Regions from separate parts of the Zea mays genome. Here all the other regions are linked to region 3. A link is a contact called in public Hi-C data. All regions are on one chromosome and are shown on one strand. Each heading gives the region's core, a stretch centred on a gene start, on an enhancer-like site or on the middle of the called end of the contact. The rest is flanking DNA. Distances are from core to core; before and after follow the strand shown. Region 1 holds the start of LOC100274849. Region 2 holds the start of LOC100284026. Region 3 holds the start of LOC100280703 (esterase PIR7B).

What was found. Hi-C and Micro-C count contacts between places; a contact is called where the count stands out from the background.
Region 1: a contact with region 3 is called in a Hi-C map of ear, with 5 times the contacts expected there. The contact joins the promoter of LOC100274849 here to the promoter of LOC100280703 in region 3. A contact is called at or near these places in 2 of 25 Hi-C or Micro-C datasets (ear and leaf).
Region 2: a Hi-C map of ear shows a contact between it and region 3, with 3 times the contacts expected there. The contact joins the promoter of LOC100284026 here to the promoter of LOC100280703 in region 3. A contact is called at or near these places in 3 of 25 Hi-C or Micro-C datasets (bundle sheath, ear and leaf).

What each region holds. Positions count from the first base shown.
Region 1 is chr2:217,264,242-217,268,063 of Zm-B73-REFERENCE-NAM-5.0, forward strand. LOC100274849 reads right to left here and starts at 1,642. Exons shown (of 3, transcript XR_561694.3): 1 at 70-1,642.
Region 2 is chr2:217,242,003-217,245,856 of Zm-B73-REFERENCE-NAM-5.0, forward strand. LOC100284026 reads left to right here and starts at 1,383. Exons shown (of 2, transcript NM_001156924.2): 1 at 1,383-2,183. The coding sequence starts at 1,508. The coding sequence ends at 2,176.
Region 3 is chr2:217,416,633-217,420,862 of Zm-B73-REFERENCE-NAM-5.0, forward strand. It overlaps LOC100280703 (esterase PIR7B), which reads right to left and starts at 1,742. Exons shown (of 5, transcript NM_001153622.2): 1 at 1,247-1,742. The coding sequence starts at 1,594.

The DNA.
Region 1 (3,822 bases), core at 392-2,891, 150 kb before region 3:
TGACGGACTGGTCCTCAGAAAAGATAACCATCGACATGGCAATGAAATCAGCATGACTATGAGAATTACCCAAAATTATGCTTAAACCCGGAGCATTCGACGCTTGGGCTTCTTGACAAAGCTCATTCTGAGCTTGTATAACCTCTTGCTCTTCAATCTCATCTTCTCTGGCAAAGTCAGCCTCTTCTTCACCGTCTTCTCCTTCTTTGTCTTGACATACCTTTTGTCAACATTGTACTCTCCTTGTGCCACAGGTACACCACGTGCAACTGCCTCCCTGAAAAGTGCATTAGAACGATCCCCTAAATTGTGTCTGGCCAGCTTCTCAATGAGCAAGGTATATGATTTTACTCCAGGAGCATGCCCATAACCTTTCATCATACGGAATACCTTGACAGCATGCTCAACCCTCTCAATCCCACATAAAATCTTGATGAATCCATAATATGCCTTCCTATCAAGTTTATCTCCAAATCCTGCAGACCGCATCCACGTTATCATTTCATCCCCCTCTGAAGTTCGGGCAGCTTGGTACAAGCTCCTAATGAGCACCAAGTACGTGTCAGCATCCGGTGAGCAGCCCCACTCACCCATACGCTGGAACAGATTCATGGCATCCCCTGTCTTGCGGATCTTGCAAAAATTTGTGATCAGAACCCGAAATGTGCCTGCATCACGAGGAATCCCATTTGCTTCCATGTCAACTAAGAACTTCTCCGCTTCTATTGGCATCCTCAGTGGATCCTTCTTGCGACAGAGCCGGCAGACACAATCAAGAACAGCATTATACGCATCCAATCCTGGATGGAACCCACCTCTACGTGTCTCACCAATCAACCTTAGCGCATGGTCGAGCTTACCAGCATTGGCATAACCAGATACAAGCAAAGTGCAGATATTATCATCTGGGAAGATCTCACTGGCGACCTTCTTGGCAGCTCGCTCTGCGTGCGAGGGGAATCCCTCGGAAGAAAGCGAGGAGACCAGCAAAGTGAGAGCCTCGCGGTTACGGAGCTGCTCCGGCAATTCGTCGAACACCTTGACAGCGTCCGTTGGGCGCCCGGCTCTGGTGAGCTGCTGGAGATAGGCGTCGAGCGTGGTGGGCCCGAGAGCGGTTGGAAACTCCTGGATGAGCGCGCGCACGGCGGGGAAGTCGCGGCGGCGGGCGAGGTGGCGAACGATGGGCGCGAGCGCGCCGTCGGAGGGGTGGAGCGAGCGGCGGCGGACGAGGAAGCGGAAGAGATCGGCAGCGGCGCGGGAGGTGGCGGGCGGGGAGAGCGCGAGCGCCTCGGCGAGGAGCGCGTTGGTAGGCCGCACGTCGGAGAAGTGGAGGGAGAAGTAAGCGTCCGGGGTGGTGGCGGGGGGCGGGGTCGTGGAGAGCGCAGTGAGCGCCGACGCGAGGGACGAGGCCAGGGAGGCGGCCGGGGTCGGGGTGCTTGAGGTAGAGAGGTAGCGCAGGAAGTGGGAAGGGGCCGCGGCGGTAGCGGCGGTGGCCGGAGGCGGAAGTAGCCGGAGGAGGTGGTGGCGGCGCCACATTTTGGAGTGGCGGAGATCGGGGGAGTGGTGAGGGAGGGTTCGGGACTTGGGTTGGGATGTTCAGTTCTGCAGTCTCTGCTCTCGAGGCTTTGACGCGTGAAGGGCCGATCTAAAATCAAACGGTCAAGAGGGTTTCACGGAAAACTATGGTTTCTATCCAATACTACGGTTTTGAGTAATATAATAGTATTTTATGTTATGACGTGTTTGGTTCTATTTTTAAAAACTTTGTTTTTAAAACTATAGTATTTTATATATCAATAATATTTTTGGAGTATTAGAAACTCTACTTTAACTCAAAGTTTTTATGGTATAACTAGCTTTTGTCCAATATCATGGTTTAAAATGTTGTGTCTAAACAATGTTTCTTAAAACTATATTATTTCTGTACCTACTAAAACTACTGTATTATCATGACAATTACAAAATATAGTATTATAAAACTATATATTTGAGAATCATTGTTGCCAAACATTAGCATTTTCAAGAGTTCAAAAAAAAATACTTTTCTAAAGTTATTCTATTTTTTTAAGTTGTCAAAAACATAACTGATAGTAGAAAAGAAGGATTCTCTAATAGATTTTGAAACACAACTTCCAAAACTATTAAAAACTTGATCCCACCAGAAACTTCATGTGAGCTTAAATAAATGCATATATACATATGTGTTGGGGACTTGTTTTCAAATGCTATGAGTTAAGAACAAGGCAACACAAAATATTAAATGTTAATGTCCTTCGTCCTTCGAAGCATTATTTCCCTTAGGATATAACGATCTTCGGACGAAGGTCATGAATGACGTACCTTCATCATCATGGTATACGATAATGAAAGACAAAGCATATGAAACATGAAAGTTAACATGAATAATCATATAACATCATTCACATATCTTCATTATATAAATTTGGATAATTAAAGACGATATTTAATTACATTTGTACCTTCGGCTTGACAGAAGATAAAAATCCGAGTGTTGCGCACGAGCGAATACAAGATAGCGTAAACAGTACAGGGGTACTATTCATCTATTTATAGGCGCAGGACACAACCTGTGAGAAATTACATTCATGCCCTTTACAAATGTTTACAATCATAATACCAACTATCACGGGCCGATTGGTCATTTCATCTTTAAGTCGGTGCATCTGAAAATGTACTCCGAAGCTCTTTGATTGATAGCTTCGGCTTTGTGTCAATCTTCCGAAGGTGTTCCTTCTTATGGGACCTTCGACGACGAAGCAGACCCCCAACAGTAGCCCCTTCACGGTGCCAGATCGTTTTTCGTAACGAGCTCTGTGGGGGATAGATATCCCCTGGGTCCACTAAAGAAGTAAAAGGCCTCACGAAAGGCCCAAGGGCCCAATAATTCATAAGGTCATTCTTTCGTGGGCCTAGGGAAAGACAACCAACAAAGAAGAGAAGACGTGAGACTGGATTGGTGCAAACTCGGACGGCCCACAACGTCGAACGAATGAATCGCAACAGAGACCCGACTTTCCCGCGCTGAAGCCCCCATGCAACGGAACCATGCGAGGATAAGTCGGCGAGGGTTACGTAGGGATAAACTCAAGAGGTTCACTATCTTTTAGCTACTTGATGTTATCATGTCACATGTACTGCCCCACGGTCGAGTATATAAGGCCTAGGGGGCACCCCTTCAGATCGATCGGCCCTATTTTACTTAGCCACCCACGTAAACTCTCTGCGCCCTCAATCAGAGAGTCCTCTTGTAACCACGCTCATATACTCACCAGGACGTAGGGTGTTACGCACTTCTAAGCGGCCCGAACCTGCAAATCTTGTCCATTGTCCCTCGTGCGATCGGCACGAACCATTTTGCTACAGTCGTTGACACCGTCCTACTCCTAAAAACACCTTGAGGGGCAACCCCGGGTGTGCGGTCGGACCCAAAACACCGACAGCTGGCGCGCCAGGTAGGGGGTGTGTCGACGATCCAAGCTAGCTCAATGGCCGTCACCTTCCACAGCAAGATCACCGTGCGTCCCGGATCTGTATTCTGCTTCGGGACAATCTCATCTGTAGCGGATGAAGGGGGAATTCTACACCGCATCGCAGATCTGCCAGAAGAGAAGTTTCCTCCAACAAACTCCGGAAATGCTGGAAAGACGCTACCTCCGGCTCTTCGGAAAAAGATCGTCTCCGGGAAGGCTGGAGCTAGAAGCTCGCTGATCCGGAAGACTCCGCTGTCTACCTCCCCGACGAAAGAATGGACACGGGTCACGAGAAAGAAGGAAACCAGGGAAAGGCAAGTCGTTCTTCCCG
Region 2 (3,854 bases), core at 133-2,632, 170 kb before region 3:
ATAACTAGTCGGTTGCCCGTGCGTGCGACGGCTTACAACAATACCCAATTAAACTATCCATCAAAAAAATTCAAGGTTTTTTATTGATTGTCTCCGCTCTCTTTATAATATTTTTTTTGATTTGCCTAACTAATGTTATTGTTTACTTAATGCAATATGTCTTGGTACAACACAACCAATGAAATGAGCGATTAGATAAGAGTTAACAACGACTGACTGAACGAACATAGATTATAAATGACATAATTCCACATATAGAGACCAAATAAGAGAAAGTTTGTGATCTCATGTTTCTTAAATAAGTCACATGAAGTCAAACTTATAAAAAGGATAAATCAAAACATAGAGTGATTGCTAAAGTTAGGCATCAATAAAAACGGGATGTGCTACATATAATTATACCATTTCGTAGCAATTATTAACGTTTAAAACCAACAAATAACCTTTTATTTTACTGTTAGTGTGGTAATCATTGTTGCTTCATCAATTCAGCAACCTCAAACACCATCGAGTCCATTGCGTCAATGTGGTCTCCGAAACGACCTAATGCTTGCAAGAGCCAAGAACGTCGTGTCGTGCTTGGGTTGTAGCCTCAGCCGTAGTGCTGGCTCGGCCCGACATGATTATATATTTTTTATTTTACAAAAAAATGTATATACATATATACAATTTATGTTTAATATTAAAAACATTTGAACATGATGTTATACTGGTTAGATAGCTTCATACAGTGTCTCCCGCTCTTCTTTCATCAGAGCATGGGTCAAACCCCACCTCGTACACTATTTTTTTTTAATATTTTATTTTACAAAAAACGTATATGTGAACATTTGAGCATGATGTTCTACTGGTTATACAGCTTCACCCAGTGTCTCACGCCCTTCTTTCATCACAAGGCATGAGTTTAAATCCCACCTCATGCACTATTTTTTTAATATTTTACGCCGATTTAATCAAATAGGTCGACGGGCTGGCCCGACACAGTCAGGCCGGCATGACATGCATGAGCCAGAGTTGTGGCCCGCGGGCGTCTGGCCCACGTCGGGCCGCCGTTTAGCCATATATAACATGCAACAGATTAATTTGAAATAGTTGTGAGGAGTTATTTGTAAAAAGATGACGCGGGACGACCTTGAAACTGATGTTTTAAGTATAGTATATATAATAGTATAGATATAGAGGACGTGTTTCTCCCTCCGTCATCTATAAATATTTTTATACTTTTAAGAATTAAGTAAAAAATATGTAAAAACGTTTTAGGATATATAGTATGTAAATTACAAAAAATCAATATATAAAATAGAGACCGTGGAAGAGAAATAAGAGAATTCTTTAGAGAAATACAGTCTATAATATAGAAGAGGAATATAAATAATACAGTTAGTTGTTTCACACGGACGCGCGTTTGTCGTGATCGACGATCGAGAAAATCCTAGGGTTTTCCTCTCTCGCCGCCGCCGACTTAAAGTGGACAGAGGAGTAGGCGAACTAGCGCCGGGAGAGTAACATGGGCACGCCGGAGACGTCGCGGGAGCCGTGCCCGGACCGGATCCTGGACGACGTCGGCGGCGCGTTCGGGATGGGCGCCGTTGGCGGCTCCGCTTATCACTTCATCAAGGGCATCTACAACTCCCCCAACGGGATGCGCCTGTCCGGAGGCGCGCAGACCGTGCGCATGAACGCGCCGCGCGTGGGGGGCAGCTTCGCCGTCTGGGGCGGCCTCTTCTCCACCTTCGACTGCGCCATGGTGTACGCGCGCCAGAAGGAGGACCCTTGGAACTCCATCGTTGCGGGCGCAGCCACGGGCGGGTTCCTCTCTATGCGCCAGGGCATGGGGGCCGCGGGCCGGTCCGCGCTCATGGGCGGCATCCTGCTGGCCCTCATCGAGGGCGCCGGACTCATGCTCAACCGCGTCCTCGCCAACCCGCCGCTGCCCGCCGACGATCCCAACCTTACAGCGGCCATGGGCGGCAACCCTTTCCCGGGCCTACCGCAGGCGCCGCCGGTCGTGGCACCTCCGGAAGCGACGACCTCCAGCGGCGTGGGTGGCTTGTTCGGGGGACTGTTTGGCAGGAAGGAGGAGGAGAAGAAACCCAGCGCAGGCGGGGGCAAGTCGGAGATCTTAGAGAGCTTCGATACGCCCAGCAGTCCGATACCATCGTTCGAGTACAAGTGAGGAAAAGGTGCGATGTGTAGTTAATTGCAGTTTTGTTTGGATTTAGAAAAGGTGTGATATATATTCGATTATTAAGTTCGTGATTGTTTTTCCCTTTTTTGTTTGTCCTGTAAGCGTGAGTAGGCAACGTCCATCTGTGTGCACCAGATAGGTTGCATAGGGATTATGATTGTGTTCTGCCGTGGAAGTTAGAAATTGCTTGGGTTCAGCAACTGTTTAGTTTCTTGCGCTAGGTGTTGTGATTGTTTGTTACAAAAAAAATGTGATGTATCCAATTAGAGATTGTTATAGCTTCCTACTAGAAGAACGTGATTGGTCTGGTTGTCCTATATGTATCTGTTCTATTTAGCTTGGATCTGTAGTAGAAGGGACACCAGAGATTTCCTTTTTGTCGACCCTTTGCCTGAGTTTTAGGTTTGCTCCTCGGTGGACAAGGAGCAGACCTTCAGGACTTCAAGCAGCAGCTACAATGGTGTCTCGTCTCTTACAGATAGGGACTGACCTTGTCGAGAATGCATCCTCACTGATTCAGGTTCTGTGTTTGCCATTGGTGCTGTTGGGGATTCTCTCTTCCACTTTGTCAAGGGTCTCCTCAATGCACCTACTGGTGCATGATTTACTGGAGGCTGTGCGCATGAATGTGCCACACATTGGTAGCAGCTTTGCTGTTTGCGGAGGCATGTACTCAGTATTTGATTGTATCCTCATGTATGTGCGTCAGGAGGAGGATCCCTGGAACTTGATTTGTTCTGGTGTGGCCACTGGTGGCATCCTTTCTTTGCGTCAGGGATTTCTCTCAGTCATTCGTTCATGCATGCCTGGCACAATTTTCTTTGCTCTCTTAAGTGGGGCAATTATCGTGTTGCATCGCTCTCAACCTGATCCTCTATCTGTGCCAGTTGATGTTCCAAATGTCACCCTTTTTGAGATGTCTTTATCTATGCCAGTTGGTGCTGAAGCAATCACACGTGTAGAGACATCTCCTGGTGGTCGTAGTTTAGTTGCTTATCCTTGAAAAGGAAAGTGGAAGAGGGGAATCAAAAATAGAAATAGGGCAGTAAGACTGGTACTCTAGAGACTTATTAGAAGGAGCCCAGCATGCCAGTGCTATCGTTTGAGTATAAGTAGATCCATTGACGGACATGTGAATTTTCTCAGCTGCCAGGGTTTATTGGCTAATTGCTCTTTTGTCGCTGTTCCTTTTTAAAAGTGTGTTCCTGGATTTGTATTGGATTGCCGTATTTACTTATTAACCTAGTACTGAAATCAAGGACAGTGTCAAGGGAAGGTAGAATGATAGTAGTTTCTTGTTATATTAATTCAATTCAGGCCATTTCATTATGTGAAGCACCAAGATCCAGATTTCACTTTGTAGTTTCTTTTCACTTTCTGTGTGCTCTGCGGGATGCTGTCTGGTGCTGCTAGCTTGTTTAGTATTTTGTTTTTACTTGCATCCATGTTGATGTTTTAGGAATTCTTTTGTCACGGTTCACATGCTACATGATTGGTTCCTTGCACCATTTTGTCCTGGACCACCACACACATTGACTTTGCTTGAGTGCCTGTTTGGTTGCCTGAATGCGGGAGGCGTGGGCTGCATGATCAGGTGCAAAACAATCTATGTTAAGGTTATTTGCTGCATGCGCAGGGATGTGGAGGGTATCTCAGTGCAGGCCTC
Region 3 (4,230 bases), core at 492-2,991:
CTGATAAGCGCGAAAAGGCAGAAATGACATGTAAATATCAAATACCGTGCTGGTTCTGTTGAAAACCTTCACAATTTCCAACAAATTTAGCATACCAGCATCTGCATCCGCTAGCTGACAGATGACTTTGAAAATGTCAATCTTACTAGTCAACACCACTGTTAGCAGTCAGAAAAGCCAGTATATAATGTACTCAAGACAGATTAGGAGCCACGCCGGCTGCCCATCCCATTCATGATCAGGATAAACCTGGGGATCGCCACCATTGCACAAGTTGATGATGGCCTCCTCGGCTCTGCCTTGTCCTTTCTCCAGAGGAACGAACACACAAGCCGATATGATCCCACCAGAGCTAGAAGCAACAACCAATCAGTTTCCACGGCCCCTATGCATAAGAGCTTCTGAACAAAACCAATGTACGACCAAGCACTATCAGTCAACAACCGAAGTTTCCCGGTTCCACTAAATTTTGACCAAATCAGAATCAGTGCTTGGTCATTGTCAGATAAGAGATAACTACTTGTTCTCACTTCTCTCAAGAGTATTCATCAACTGCAGATGATAAAAGCCAGCTCTTAGTATACTATGTTGAATACCAGGAATGCGTGTCGCCGTAGGAAACGATAATATAAACTTATTAAGGGATGGACGCAACGCAACCACGTGCGTCGGCACCGCTTCGAATCTGCAGGCGTTCCGATTTGAACGGTCTCGACGACAGATGGGCTAACCAGATTGCCCGGTCCCATACAGATACAGTAGACACCGTCACAAGCTGCGAATTTGTAATTGCCTCATTCTCTGCCTAGTTCTTAAAAGAGCCGATTCCAATAAACAAACAAGGGGTATTCGTGCACGCAGCATCGAGTTAAACTGCAAACTGCCCGGCGTGCCATGATGCCAAATACAATAAATCAGGAAAAAATAATGAGAAGATTCTGAATCACCAATGGTGATGCCTTAGCTTCCAGCAACTGAGCCAAATGAATCGAGCAAACATGAAAGGAACCTAAATTTCATGAAAGAGCGTAGTGACAAGAGAGCCAGCCAAACATTCGATGCAAGGACAGTCAATCGCAGTGGAAATTCGCAGAATTGGCAGAAATGATGGCACAAAGTCAAACAAAGACTGCACAAGAGTATAATTCAACACGGCGGCACGCATACCAATGACCAACTGAACCAAACAACGGGGACGCAAGCAAGCTATGGAGGAAGTAGTAGCATGTATGGCTAAGATCCTCACCTTGGCTAGGAGTTGCTGTGGCTGGAGCTCGGGGTCAGCGAGCGACCTCGGCCGCGTGCTGCAACTTCGGGGCAGCGGCGGGCCCTGGCTCTGCCGCTTGGCCGCGTACCGCACCGACGCGGACCGCTCGAACGCGCCCAGGCCACCGGACGCGCCCCTCTGCCCCAGCACGAGCGCCGCTGCTGCAGTAAGCGCCTCCTCGTCTATGGACACGGAGGCCTTAGCGGAGTCCCTCCCGCCGCCGCCACGGCCGCGGGAAGAGGTGGACGAGCGCCGCTTCGGCTGCGGCGGCGGGGACCTGTTCCCCGACGGGATTGGGTCGGAGAGGCAGGACATCAGCGAGCCCATCGGGCCGAGCCGGGTAGATTCGGAGCAGGAAAATCCTCGCCTTGCTGCCCCGGTGCTGCTGCCGCGATTCAGGGGAGCTTGACGAGGAGTCGAGGAGGGGGAGAAAGAGGAAGCAGGGGGAGCGAGCAGCGGGCGCGGCAGAAATGGCAGGCACAAGGATACGAAAATTTATACTTCTTCTCGTACCGCCACTTTTGCACATAAGGGCTCCAGTTCTAGGAATTTTGTATCAGGCTACGAGTAGCCTGAAAGTGTTTGGGTACAGGCTGCATCTATATAAAATCCATCACGCTGCATCTATATAAAATCCATGGGGGCATCATTTTTTTTACATTTTGTACTACATCCGTTCACAAATATATAACATCGTTGACTTCTTTAAAAACTTTAATTACTCGTCTTATTTAAAATATTTATTTTAAAATATAAATTTTAAGTTAAACACAAACTACCTTAAGTGATAAAACAAATAAAAAATGAATGATAACTCGTTATTTTTTTTGAATAAGACAGTGATCAAAGTTTTTTTTAAAACAAAATAACGATGTAATATATTTATGAACTGAGGGAGTAGTCGGCAGAACACCTTCCGGTGTCTTTTTAAAACTCGAATTATTATTTTAAAATACATTATTTTCTAAATCTTTTCATTCTTCACAAATTTTTTATCTTCCACACTCTCTAAATTATCAACAACTAGCGAGAATTTAAAACAAAATAATATTTATATTTAGCTATCTCATTAGAGAAACCGTTGGAGATTGTTCTTGACCATTTTTTTGTTTCTAATGATTATTGTTTCAGTTAACCATCGGATTTTTTTTTCAAAATTCGTTCCAAATTCAAAAAAAAGAAAATCATAAAAACTGAAAACCGACGGTAAACCATTTTCTTATACCGGTAAACCATTACTTAGACCGGTAAACCGCCATTTTTTATCGAAAACTAGATTTAATGCCACGATCGAGTATTTAGTGGTCAATTTAGGTATATGAATCTTGTTTAATGTTATATTCTATATTTGAAGATGCTATATGTGAAGAAGAAACTCGTAGCTCAAGTCAAGTTTAGGCATTTAGTGGTCAATTTCGGCTTCATTTCCTGTCCAAACAGTTACCAGCGGTAAACCGTTACCGGTGGGTAGCGGTTTTTGTAGGCTAAACAATTTTGTAAACCGTGATATGGACGTACAAAAACACTATTTGCTGAGTATGTTCATTTCCGCAAGACCGTGTAGTCACTCTGAAATACTGAAACAATACGATTATGCATATTTGCCGCCAACCAAAGATGACAACCTTGTATGACAGCGGAATCTCCGAGAATTCTTTCCAGACCGGAGGGCGGCCTGCCGTTCCTCTGTCCTCGGACGTCTAGCACTGGCAAGCCGCTATGCATGGAGTCGAGAATTGTCTAGGTACCGAAATACCTAGCTCTGCGCTCTGCTCTGCTTTTGAAAAAGAAAAGGAATGCACGCTGGCATCTTGAAGAAAACGTACAGCGCCAGAGCATGCACACCGATACGGACAGGACAAGGCAGGCGCTCTGCCTCTGCTGCCGCTCTCTCCCATGACCTGTCGCTGCCTTTTCTTTGCTGTGGCTGCCCTGTGCCTGTGGCACTGGCAGGCTTGATGGCTCAAACTCGGAGCTGCCTCGAGTTGCGTGAATGCACGCGGTGCCCCGTGCCCTGCCCTGCCCTCGCTGCCTTCTCGACCGGCAGACGGCAGTGCAGCTGAGCTGAGCTGAGCGGATCCAATGCATGCTGACTGACGAAGGCCCAGCAGAGGCAGCCAGTTCCTGTTCCGGGAAAAGAACAAGAGCCAAGGCGCCGTCGGCCGTGGCCATTCCTGGCGGGCGCAGTCAGGAACTGACCAGGCAGATGGAAGAGCTGAAGGCAACCCATGTCAGAGTCAAACAAAACCCATGCCATGCCGGCTGCCGGGCATGTTTTTTTTTTCCCGCCCCCTTCTTCTCCCGACCGATCAGCATAGTTCATTCGTTCGTAGCAGAGAACGAGTGAAACGACGTGCTTGGTTTGACCAGGCTCACCCTCAACCGCAACAAACATGCATGGACACGTACACGTCTGGAATGGGAGGGGTCATCTGTAGACTGATTGGGACATATCTAGGCATATAGCTGTTTTGACAGATGATAATCTCCCTAACGCGAACAGCATTGTTTAACAACATTGAATTGGCATGTTCGGCAGCTGATTTTTTACATCATCAATTTGACAGATGATTACGGAAGAACTGCGGAAGCTCCCAACTAGACATGAAAGTTTGGGCCGTGCTGTTTTGGACCGACCAGGTACGGCCCAAGAAAACAGGCCCAAAACACGGCCCGGCACGAAATATATTGGGTCGTGCCAGCACAGCACGAATAAAGGGTTGGACCGGGCTTTGATTTTCAGCCCATCGTGTCGCCTGGCCCTGCACGAGTGATTGGACCGTGTTTAGGCCGGCCCGACGGTGAAAAGGCTGGTAAAAATGTGACATCAAAATTATATTAGGCTTCATTATATATATATCTTCAAAATGGCTTTCTTGGTTGTGGGTCGTGCCTGGGCCGACCCGGCCCAAGACAAGCACGACGTGCTTTAGTGCCGGGCCGGGCTTAGATTTTAATTGTTT